2 separate regions of the Hordeum vulgare genome follow, and region 1 is linked to region 2. Evidence: chromatin contacts called from public Hi-C data. All regions are on one chromosome and are shown on one strand. Each heading gives the region's core, a stretch centred on a gene start, on an enhancer-like site or on the middle of the called end of the contact. The rest is flanking DNA. Distances are from core to core; before and after follow the strand shown. Region 1 has its middle 41 kb from the start of LOC123440985. Region 2 has its middle 19 kb from the start of LOC123442197.

Evidence for each region. A called contact is a pair of places that touch in the nucleus more often than the background predicts.
Region 1: a Hi-C map of leaf shows a contact between it and region 2, with 1.7 times the contacts expected there. The contact joins two enhancer-like sites. A contact is called at or near these places in 4 of 6 Hi-C or Micro-C datasets (leaf and seedling).

The regions. Positions count from the first base shown.
Region 1 is chr3H:600,358,222-600,363,175 of MorexV3_pseudomolecules_assembly, forward strand. No RefSeq gene overlaps it. Among protein-coding and RNA genes, the nearest start is that of LOC123440985, 41 kb to the right of the region's middle. Within about 2 kb of position 2,235, at least 3 of the 3 cell types and tissues checked have open chromatin away from gene starts, as enhancers often do. A contact at or near this core is called in leaf, where this site is marked.
Region 2 is chr3H:600,222,639-600,227,603 of MorexV3_pseudomolecules_assembly, forward strand. No RefSeq gene overlaps it. Among protein-coding and RNA genes, the nearest start is that of LOC123442197, 19 kb to the left of the region's middle. Within about 2 kb of position 2,408, at least 2 of the 3 cell types and tissues checked have open chromatin away from gene starts, as enhancers often do. A contact at or near this core is called in leaf, where this site is marked.

The DNA of each region.
Region 1 (4,954 bases), core at 985-3,484, 140 kb after region 2:
TAGAAATTTTCGGTCGGAAGATACAACGATGGACATGACACACGTCCACCTCTTATGTGTAGTAAAAATATTGAAAACATAAAAATAAAATAATTCCAAAATTTTAGGCTGACAAAATAGTCAGCTTTTGTACTCACGTGTGAAGTTTCATGGAGAACGGCATCTATGATATTCTTGAAGAAACAAATTTGATACTACAATTTGTTTAAACATGGCTACTTCTGTAGTACGGACTTTTCCCAGATTATTACTCATGTGATTTCTTCGCGAAATTTCACCAGTGAGTAGAACCTCCGGTGAGGGACACTTTAGATTGTAGAATTTCCGTCAATCTTTTGGAGGATTTGAAATCTATATATTTTTATGGAAACACTTGGAATCATATGACTGAGATTAAATATTTACGAAATCCATTGATGCGCCACCTATTAAATAGAAATCTCAACATGACCTCAAACCATATTTCATTTCTCCTTTCAGAACCTTTGTCAATCTTAATTTTGCATGTCTATTTCTTGTGCACCGTCCAAAGACGCTTGTGTGACCACGATTATGTGACCAACCATATATTTTTACTTGATCTGAAAATTCTTTTTAGAATTTCTTTTGTACAAAAAGGTAATTAAATCCAAATGCTGAAAAAAAAAAAAGCTAATCCATATGAGATATATGCTATGAATAAACCAAATATAGCTAGACTTATAGGTTTTGTTTTTTTCTAAAATACTCCATAATTGCACGGTATTGTATATGACATTCCATTTTAAGTCACACGATTTCCCTATTCGTGTATTTTAAAAGTTCTTACAGTTTAAAGAGGCCATGAATTATTTCTCCCAAAAAGAACAGGCAATGAGTTTTTCGTTCTCACCACCAATTCGCTATTCTCTCTCATTGGCGTTGTCGGCCGTCGTCTCATGTATCGTCGCTGACCACGTCTCGCCCTCTATCACACCTACCCATGTATTCGACCATCATTATATCTGCCATCGACTAACCCCCTTCCCCTATCCGCTTCCTTCATACCTCCTCGTGCCACTACTCGTGAAGCCATGCCGCATGCCCATCGTGCCCTCCTTTGATGATGTGATGCCGCAACCGCACCTACTCGCCTACTCGACACCAGCCAGGGTGTGACGCCGTGTCGCCCGGGTGTAAGGAAGGATGTATATGAAGACAACACGGAAAGACCATGCATAGGCTATAGTGTGAGGTCTGTTTGATATTCGGCTCGGACTATCGACACTCATCCATCAAATGGATCGAAGTAGCGATATATTTTATAAAGATGGTGGCTTCAGTCCTACTGATACAGGACGGGTTTTTCCTTGTTTAAAAAACCCAGAAAGACCATGCAAATTATAAGGAGAAAACCTCGGGTGTATATTTAGAGGCCGTGTCATCACGCATGGTACAAGTATTCAGAATGAGTGTGATCGAGATGAGCACTATTTTTTTTTTTTTTTTGAAATGAAACACTAGGATTCCATACATTAAACCGGGCTCAGCAAAAGCGCTGGCCCACAGAACACAAACATCATCTCGAAGGGCTGCAGTGCGAAGCTGCCTAGCAGCCTGACCTCGAGCGCCTACAACAGCTATAGTGTGTGCTAGCTTATTACAATTCCTTGGGGCAAAATTGAAACTGAAGATATTAAAATGTTGTCTAATAAATATTTTAATGTCACTTTGATAGTACTACGATCTTATGGGAGCAGAACTGCCATTTTAGGGATCTCGCGAAAAAAAAAACTGCCGTTAGAGGATTTCTACGGTAATTAATCCAGTGCTGATAGAGGGGTCGTCTGAGTCCACAGAAGCATTCGAGAAACATGCACGCGCTGGCCCACACGAAATACCCTCTCACGTGACTCGTGCCGCTCCCGCCGAAAGAAGAAAAACGGACACCCGCGTCGAACGACCAAACTTTTTTTTTTTTTGAGTTGTAAAAAAAACTTGTGGGTCCCAAAAGAGGGAGAGGGAGGTGAGCCGCACCCGCACCCGAGCCGACGCCTCCACGCGAAGCTCGCTCCGCTCCGTTGGCTCGGCTCGGCTCGTGTCGGGTGGGCAGCACGCGCGAGGAGAGAGATGGAGGCGAGAGATGCGGATGGTGGATTTTGTGAGAAAAAAGGGTGGGGATGTCGTCCCAGCGGCGTCAGTGGCCCAGCCAGCCCTGCGGGACGGGCAGGCCTGGTTGACACCTGTGTCGTCCTGAACCTACCGCGACGTCAGTGGCCCTGCTGCTGCTCGGGTCGGAGAATGGGCCTGAAGCTACCGCGGGGCCCACCACACACAGACAGGAGCCCACGCTTCCGTTTCCTTTCTTCTGGCCTGCCTGCCTGCCTGCCTGCGTCGCTGGGCGAGCCTTCTTCTTTTCTTTCCCTCGATCGCCGTATCTCGTCGGGCTGCATCGGGCGAGCGAGCTAGATGCCGGCCGTACGGTACGGTCTGGCTCGTGTCTCGGCCGTCATCATAGCACCGCCTGCCTCAGTGCCTGTCTTCTCCTCTCACATGCCCAGCACAAACGCCAGAGGGTGTGGACCGGAGCTGGAGGAGGTCACGGTCCGAAACATTTCTGTGCTTTTAAAAAAAAATTGCGATGAACACATACGGCTCTGGTTTAGGCCGTGCTCTGAACACATACTCCCCTCTTCGATTTCATTTTATAAAGAAACCAACATGTCTTTTAAGGACTACTCCCTCCGTTTCTAAATGCTAGACGGTGCCCCATGCGTTGCAGCGGAAAGCTTGTTAAAAAATATGTGGATAAATGTTAGAAAACTAATGGCAATGCAAAAAAAAACATTATAAAACTGTCTTGCTTAATTACCTAGAAACGATTCATGCATAAGGATATGTTTTGCATGAAGAGATTAATAAAAAAAGTAACTTGTAACTACATGCATGACTTGATGATATGGCATTGTTGCATGGAGAGAAAAATTGAACAGTGGGTTCTAGCTATTTAAGAATAGAAGATAAGTCTTTTTAAAGGTTCCACTAGAGAACTACATATGAATGTATATAACCATAATTTAAAGTGTAAATTCACCCACTTTGTTTCGTATGTAGTCTCTTAGTGAAATCTCTACAAAAGACTTATATTTAGAAACGAAGGGAATACATCCAATATTGCTACTACCATATCTACTAGCTCCGTCCTGGTTTATTGATTTTCTCTGTATTTTATGCCTGACTTTGACCTTAGATTTAAGTAATATTCGTAAAAAAGTATTTACCTAACAAAACATTAAGGCATCTCATAAAAGATAATATCGTTGAAAACTGTATTCAAATACCAATCCAACAACATAATTTTTTATAACATGCACTCATATTTTGTTAGTTAGATCAATGATCAAAATTTTGCATAAAATACAATGGGACCAATAAACTAGGACGAGGGTATTGGTACCAACATCCAAGAACCATAGTCATAGACTATTACAGATATCCAAAAGGTACAAGCGTTATGTGCTGCTACTACTGCAGGTCTTAAACAACACCCAACGCATAACTAAAATAAAGAGAACAAAGGCGCAACGCCGACATGAAACTTCAATATACTGTAGAAGAAGAATTTCCTCCGGCTTAATCTTGCCACCGCCTTCAGCCACCAAGTCTTTGCACCCCTGGTCTCCACCCTTGCGTCGCCCGATAGATTTCAGTGGGCATTTGTCCTACCAATCTTGCCACCAAGGTCCCCCCCCCCCCCACACAAAATGGACCAATCCATGATCCAGTTACGCATTAGTCTCACTAGAACCATGGTATCATGTATATTCTTTTTTCTGAAAAATAATATCATTCCTGCTTTTCCAAATGGGCCAAAACATTACCGAAATCACAACAAGGACCAACAATTTGTCAAGTTTTGGGAAGGTTTTCAGCCAATTGCCAAAACAATCTTGCAAATTCAAAGGAGTAGTTCTTAGGTCAAATCCACACTTCAACAGGCTCCAAATGAGTCTAACGGCGAAACGCTCAAACCATAAGTGGTTAATACTTTATCTTGCCAATAGAAAACCCATCCTTCTTCAGCAAATTATCATTTGTTGAAATGCTTTCTCTAATCACCAATCATAGAAACAATTTTATCTTAGCCAGGACTTTCACTTTGGACATTTTTTTTGTGAAAATCCAATATTAATTTTTATTAAGAGCATGTAGAGCGATTTAACAGAAAAGATCCCAGCGCCGGTGAGCATCCACCTAGGTCTATCTTGTCCTCTAAACATTCTTACCTCCACACATCAATCTTTTAAGCTATATATTTCAAAGATCTAAGGAATTCCCATAAAGTATTCTTCTAAAAGATAAATTCATCCAACCTTTTTCAAAGGCCCCAACCACATACATCTTATAATCAACGTTAATGTTTTATAATTCAGGGTAAGCATGTTCCAATGGTTTGCTTCCCAACCACCAATCTTCCTAGAACCTAGTATTCCTACCATCACCCAACCTCGTATTAACATATTGGTAAAAGATATTTTTCACCTTTAAAAGGCTAGAAACACAATGAGAATCTCCCATTTTTGGCTTATTCCTAGAAATACACTTGTTTTAAACATATTTACTAATGAAGATGTCCACTGACACACCCTCTCAGTTTAAATTTTCCAAAACCATTCAGCCAGGAGAACTTTATTCATTAAATCCAAACTAAGTATTCACAAACCCCCTTACTTTTTGGTAGACAACAAGTTCTGTAGTTAACAAGATGAAATTTCTTCTTATCTTCATCTTCTTTGTGAGACTAATCTAGCTCTAAAGAAACCAACCTTCTTCCTAACCCTAAGTGAGGACATCATGAAAATAGAGAAAATATACTAAGACAAGAATGAACCAAAGTCACTCTACAAACCATATTAATTAATCTCCCTTGCCAACATGCACATCTTTTTTCAATCTTCTCGGTCATCACGTTCCAAAAATTGTTTTAAGCCTCGCA
Region 2 (4,965 bases), core at 1,158-3,657:
CCTTCTTTAATACATGGTCAACATTTCTTGTATACTCATTTACCATTTTTGAAATGCTTGCTTAACATGTTTCAAACATTCAACATATTTTCAAATTCTTGGTTTTTATATACATGTGATCAAATTATTTCAGACACATATTATTTATTTTATACATTTTTTAATACATGATAAGCATTTTCTCTATACAAAATCGAAAAATTGCATATGATTGGTCTACAATTTTCAAATAATTGGTAGTATAAAATAAATAAAATAATAAGGCTAAAAACATGAAAGGAAAACAAATCAGAAAACAAGGCTATAGTTTCCCGCGCGCCTGGACCGGCCTATTTCGCGGCACGCAAGCTCTAAGAGGGTTCCCTCTGACCAGAGGTGAGGGGAGCAACTAGTTAGCGAGCACTCCTTTAGGCTCCCAGCGATCAGTCCCGCACGCCGCTACTTGACGCGTTCTCATCTACCGCCACGTGTCGCGTTTTGAGCGTTCTCTTTGTATTTTTTTCCGCACGCGTTTTCGTCTTTTTAGAGTGGTTTTTGCCGAGTTTTTTCCGCACAATCGTGCCTCTCGGAAAGGAAAAAATGCGTTTTCTGCTCTCTTTTTTCTTGTGTGAGGCAAGATTTTGATTCCCCGAAAGGCACGGTTTTGCTATCGCGAGAGGCATGGCCGTGCCTCTCGGAAAGGAAAAACATGTTTTCTGCTCTCTTTTTTTTCCACGAGAGACACGGTTTTGTTATCACGAGAGGCACGGTCGTGCCTCTCGGAAAGGAAAAAACGCGCTTTCTGGTCTCTTTTTTTCGCAAGAGGCACGAATTTGCTTTCGCGAAAGGCACGGTTTTGTTATGATGAGAGGCACGGCCGTGCCTCTCGAAAAGGAAAACAACGCGTTTTCTGTTCTCTCTTTCTCTCGCAAGAGGCACGGTTTTGCTATCGCGAGAGGCACGACCGTGCCTCTCGGAAAGGGGAAAACGTCGGTTTTATGGTCCGTTTTTTTCGTAAAAAAAGTTTATCAAAACCTATCAACATGGGATCTAATTTTGAACATCTCGACGCGAGAAATCCAATGGTGAAAATAGTTCAAGATATAAACGCACGGTTTAGGAGATAAAACGTTTTAAAAATACGGATCTACAAAAAAAAAAAAATTCAGGTTGCGACAAATGGCACGCATGTTGTATGCCACTTGTTGCAATCTAGGGAGGTGGGAGTAATCGTTAAAAGGTGTACTGCTCAACTAATGATTACATGAGATGTCCTATTTGCCGCCCGTTGTGGCAAATTGCCGGCGCAACGGACAGGCATGCGACTACATGGGCCGGCTCGTTTTTCACTTTTCGTATCGTTTAGTAGTTCCGGTGTTGCGAAGAAGTTCCACCCTGGTATTCTTTGGTTTTGGGAACCTTCCTTTTCGAACCATTTTATTTTTCTATTCTTTTTTTATTTTTTTATGCGTTTCTGTTTCTTTTATTTTTATTTTATTTCCATTTTTTCCCTTTTCTGGTTTCTTTTTCTTTATTGAACAGATGTTTAGAAACTTGTATAATGTTTACTATGCAGTTTTTTCAAATTTGATCATTTTTCCATAAAAAATTTCAGTTTTCAAATTTTGTTCGAAATTTTTAAGAAGTTTAGAATTTCTAATATTGTTCATCTCATTTGAAAGAATTTCAAATTTTCAAAAAATGTTCCCGTTTTGAAATTTTGTTCACAAACTTGCAAAATTGTTCAGTTATTTTAAGAATTGCCCCTATTTTCAAATTTTGCGATTTTTTAAACAAAAACAGAAACATTCCAAAAACCAGAGTATTTTTTGCAAATACTGATGAATAATTATAAGATGGGAAATTTTTTCAAATACCAGCAGAAAATTTGGGAAAAAAACATTTTTTCAAAACCTGGAACATTTTCTCAACTTCCGAAACATTTGTTCAAATTCTGGAACATTTTCTCAAATTCCAGGACATCTTTTTGAAAATCGCAAACATTTTTGTAAAAAATCCAGAACATTGTTTTCAAATTCCAGAGACATTTTTTCAAATTCTGGAACATTTTTTAAATTCCGGAACATTTTTGAAAATGCCGGAACATCTTTTGAAAATCCAAAACATTTTTGAAACAGAACCAGAAAAAAAAGAAACAGAAAAGAATAAAGAAAAATAAAGGAAAAAAAGAAAAACCGGTTCAGGGAATCTTATAGAAAGTTCCCAAAACCGAAAAAAACGGCTGGAAGGTTTCCAAAACCGGTTTCCCCGCGACCGTAATGAGCGGGCCCAGATCATCCCATGCTCGCCCTTTCTCTGTGCAAAAGCCTGCGTGGCGAATAGCATTTTCCGTGAGACATAAGGGCGCCCGCGTGGTAGCCCCTATCGCAGGAGATATTTCTTGACCGTACTAATTTCTTACACCCACCTCCGGCTCTCTGCTCCGGCTTGCCTTAGCGGGCCGGCGAGAAGAGTGATCTTGGTAATATTCTATGGATCAATTCTTTTTTTCTTCTTATTGATTTCATGTTGTTCATAAGTTTTCTTTGGTTCTCATTTTTTCTTCAATTTTTCTTGCAATTTAATCTTGTGTTTTTTATTTTTTGAATACATGGATACTTTTTTAACACAGGTTGTAGAATTTGTCCTTATATTAGAAACATTTTTAGACATTAGTATTTTTATTACATGATTTACATTTGAAAAAATTGAATATGTGTTAAAACCTTTTCATTTACATGCCGATAAAACTATGCAATTTTTTATATCTATATAAACATTTGAAAAAAATATCTTTCCATATTTTTGAAACAAATAATATTTTGAAGTGTAACATACATTTGTTCGAATGGTACGGAACTCTTTTTTTAATTATAGAATTCGTATTTACATTGCATATAGTTTGAAATTCCATATTTATTTCTTTGAAATGCATGAACATTTGTTAAATGTTACAGACATTTTTCAATGCTATCATTTTTCGACTAAACTAACAATTAATTTACGCTGTGTTAACATTTTGGAAAGCAATATTTTGAAATTATTAACTAACTTGACGTTTTTGGTACATACTCATATAGGATTTTTCAAAAATGTAAACAATGGAAAACAGAAAACAGATGAAAAAGCAGAGAAGAAAGACGAATTTTAACTTGCTGGAAGGTGTTTGGAGCGGCTCATTAATAGGGATCAGAGGACAATGCTGGAGGCAAGAGCTACTTCAGGTCGCTTTAAGCGATATATAGCCAGGTCAGCCCTAATCCGCCACTCCAACTGATTCTCAAAAGGCCAGGATAGGCGCCGGATTGCCGGCCGAAAACTTTCGACCGGTCCAACGGAAGCCGGCCGATACAGCTCTAGAAGGCCGCCAGATCTGTCCCCGATTCGTCTTGTTTCTCACTTCTCCATCTGTGTCTCTGTTTCTCACCTGCCGACGCACCAGAGCCGCATGAATAGCACGGGCGAGAGAAACCCCACCCCTTCCCGACCACCCCCAATACCGATGACCTCGCCGGCCCACATCGCTCGTCATCCTCCTGGAAAGCCGCAGTTCTAGCGTCCTGCGTCTTCCTCCTCGTCGCCGCCGACGACGGCTGGGACACTGTCTTCAGCCTCCGCTTCGTGTCGCGGCCCGCGCTGGCCACCGGGATGCTCCTTAAGGTCGACTCCTCCGGCCGCCTGCGTGCTCTCAGCACGGCCTAAACCCCACGGCGGCGTGCGCCACGCTCCACGTCGGTTGTAGCTTTTACATGTGCCGGCTGTAGCTTTTACAGGTGTTGGCTATAGCCATTGTAGGAAAAAATGATACTGGTTGTAGAAAAAATCGACACCGGTTGTAGCAAAAAAAATCTGATGAACTCGGGGTGCAACTCAGAGAAACGTGGATGCAATTTTTTTAGTGAACGGTTGTAGCAAAAATTGATACCGGTTGTAGCAAAAATCGACACCGGTTGTAGCAAAAAAATCCAACGAACTCGGGTTTACAACTTTGACGAACATGGATGCAGCTTTTTTAGTGGACGGTTATAACAAATTTGGACGCCAGTTGTAGCAAAACTAGATGGTGACCCTGGTGACCATGCAACTCCACCACACCGTCGTTGCAGCTCCGCTCGACTACGGCTCCAGCTCTTATATCCATGGTTGCAGCTCCCCCTTGCCTGGTTGTAGCAAAAATCGAGGACGACGTGCGGCCATGACGAAGAGCGCGGCCATGGTGACGAGCGTGACCATGTAAACGACACATGAGCGTTCCTCAAGAGGCGCGCGAACGGCATAGGAGGCAGGAGCTGAGGCCGCCTGAATCCATGAAGTTTGCTGCTAGGAAAAAGTCGTGAGGAAGAAGAAAAGAGTGCACATGGGCATTAAGAAAATGATAAGGTACACGTGTTGGCTTCCTGATGGTTATTTTGGTCCAGGGAGCCAGCGTGCAGAAGCGACCGGCCCAAGCATTCGGCAGGCGCACTGTTCCCAATCGTTTCCCTTCTCAAAATAACAAAAGACAAGTTGCTGGAAAGGTCGGACATGTTAAACTCGTGGGCGACATAACCATGCAACACGATTTTAGCAGAAGGAAAAATTACGGTGTATACCCTTAGGACATTTTTTTTGAGCTTGTTGTGGAGACTAATTGTTTCTCTCTCAGTGTTGGTGTTCTCATATCTTTATATTTTTGTCTTAACGTGAATCATAGAGGCATGTACATTGGTTGATATGATAATCTTAACACAAACCTGCCACATAATTTTCAGACGCCAGTAAAAGCTTGATGTACAAAGGATAATCTCTTAGCTTTAGCTTTGGTAACCTAAATATGGGGTGACAAATATTACTGCCAAGTGATTATCTCTTAATTAAGAAAACAAAAGTATTTTGTATTTCTATTTCCTTCGCCTAAACATTTAGGGCACTCATAATTAGCGATTGTTGGGGGATGACAATTGCGAATGATTTTGATGACAAGTTGTGTTGACTGAGAATGACAAA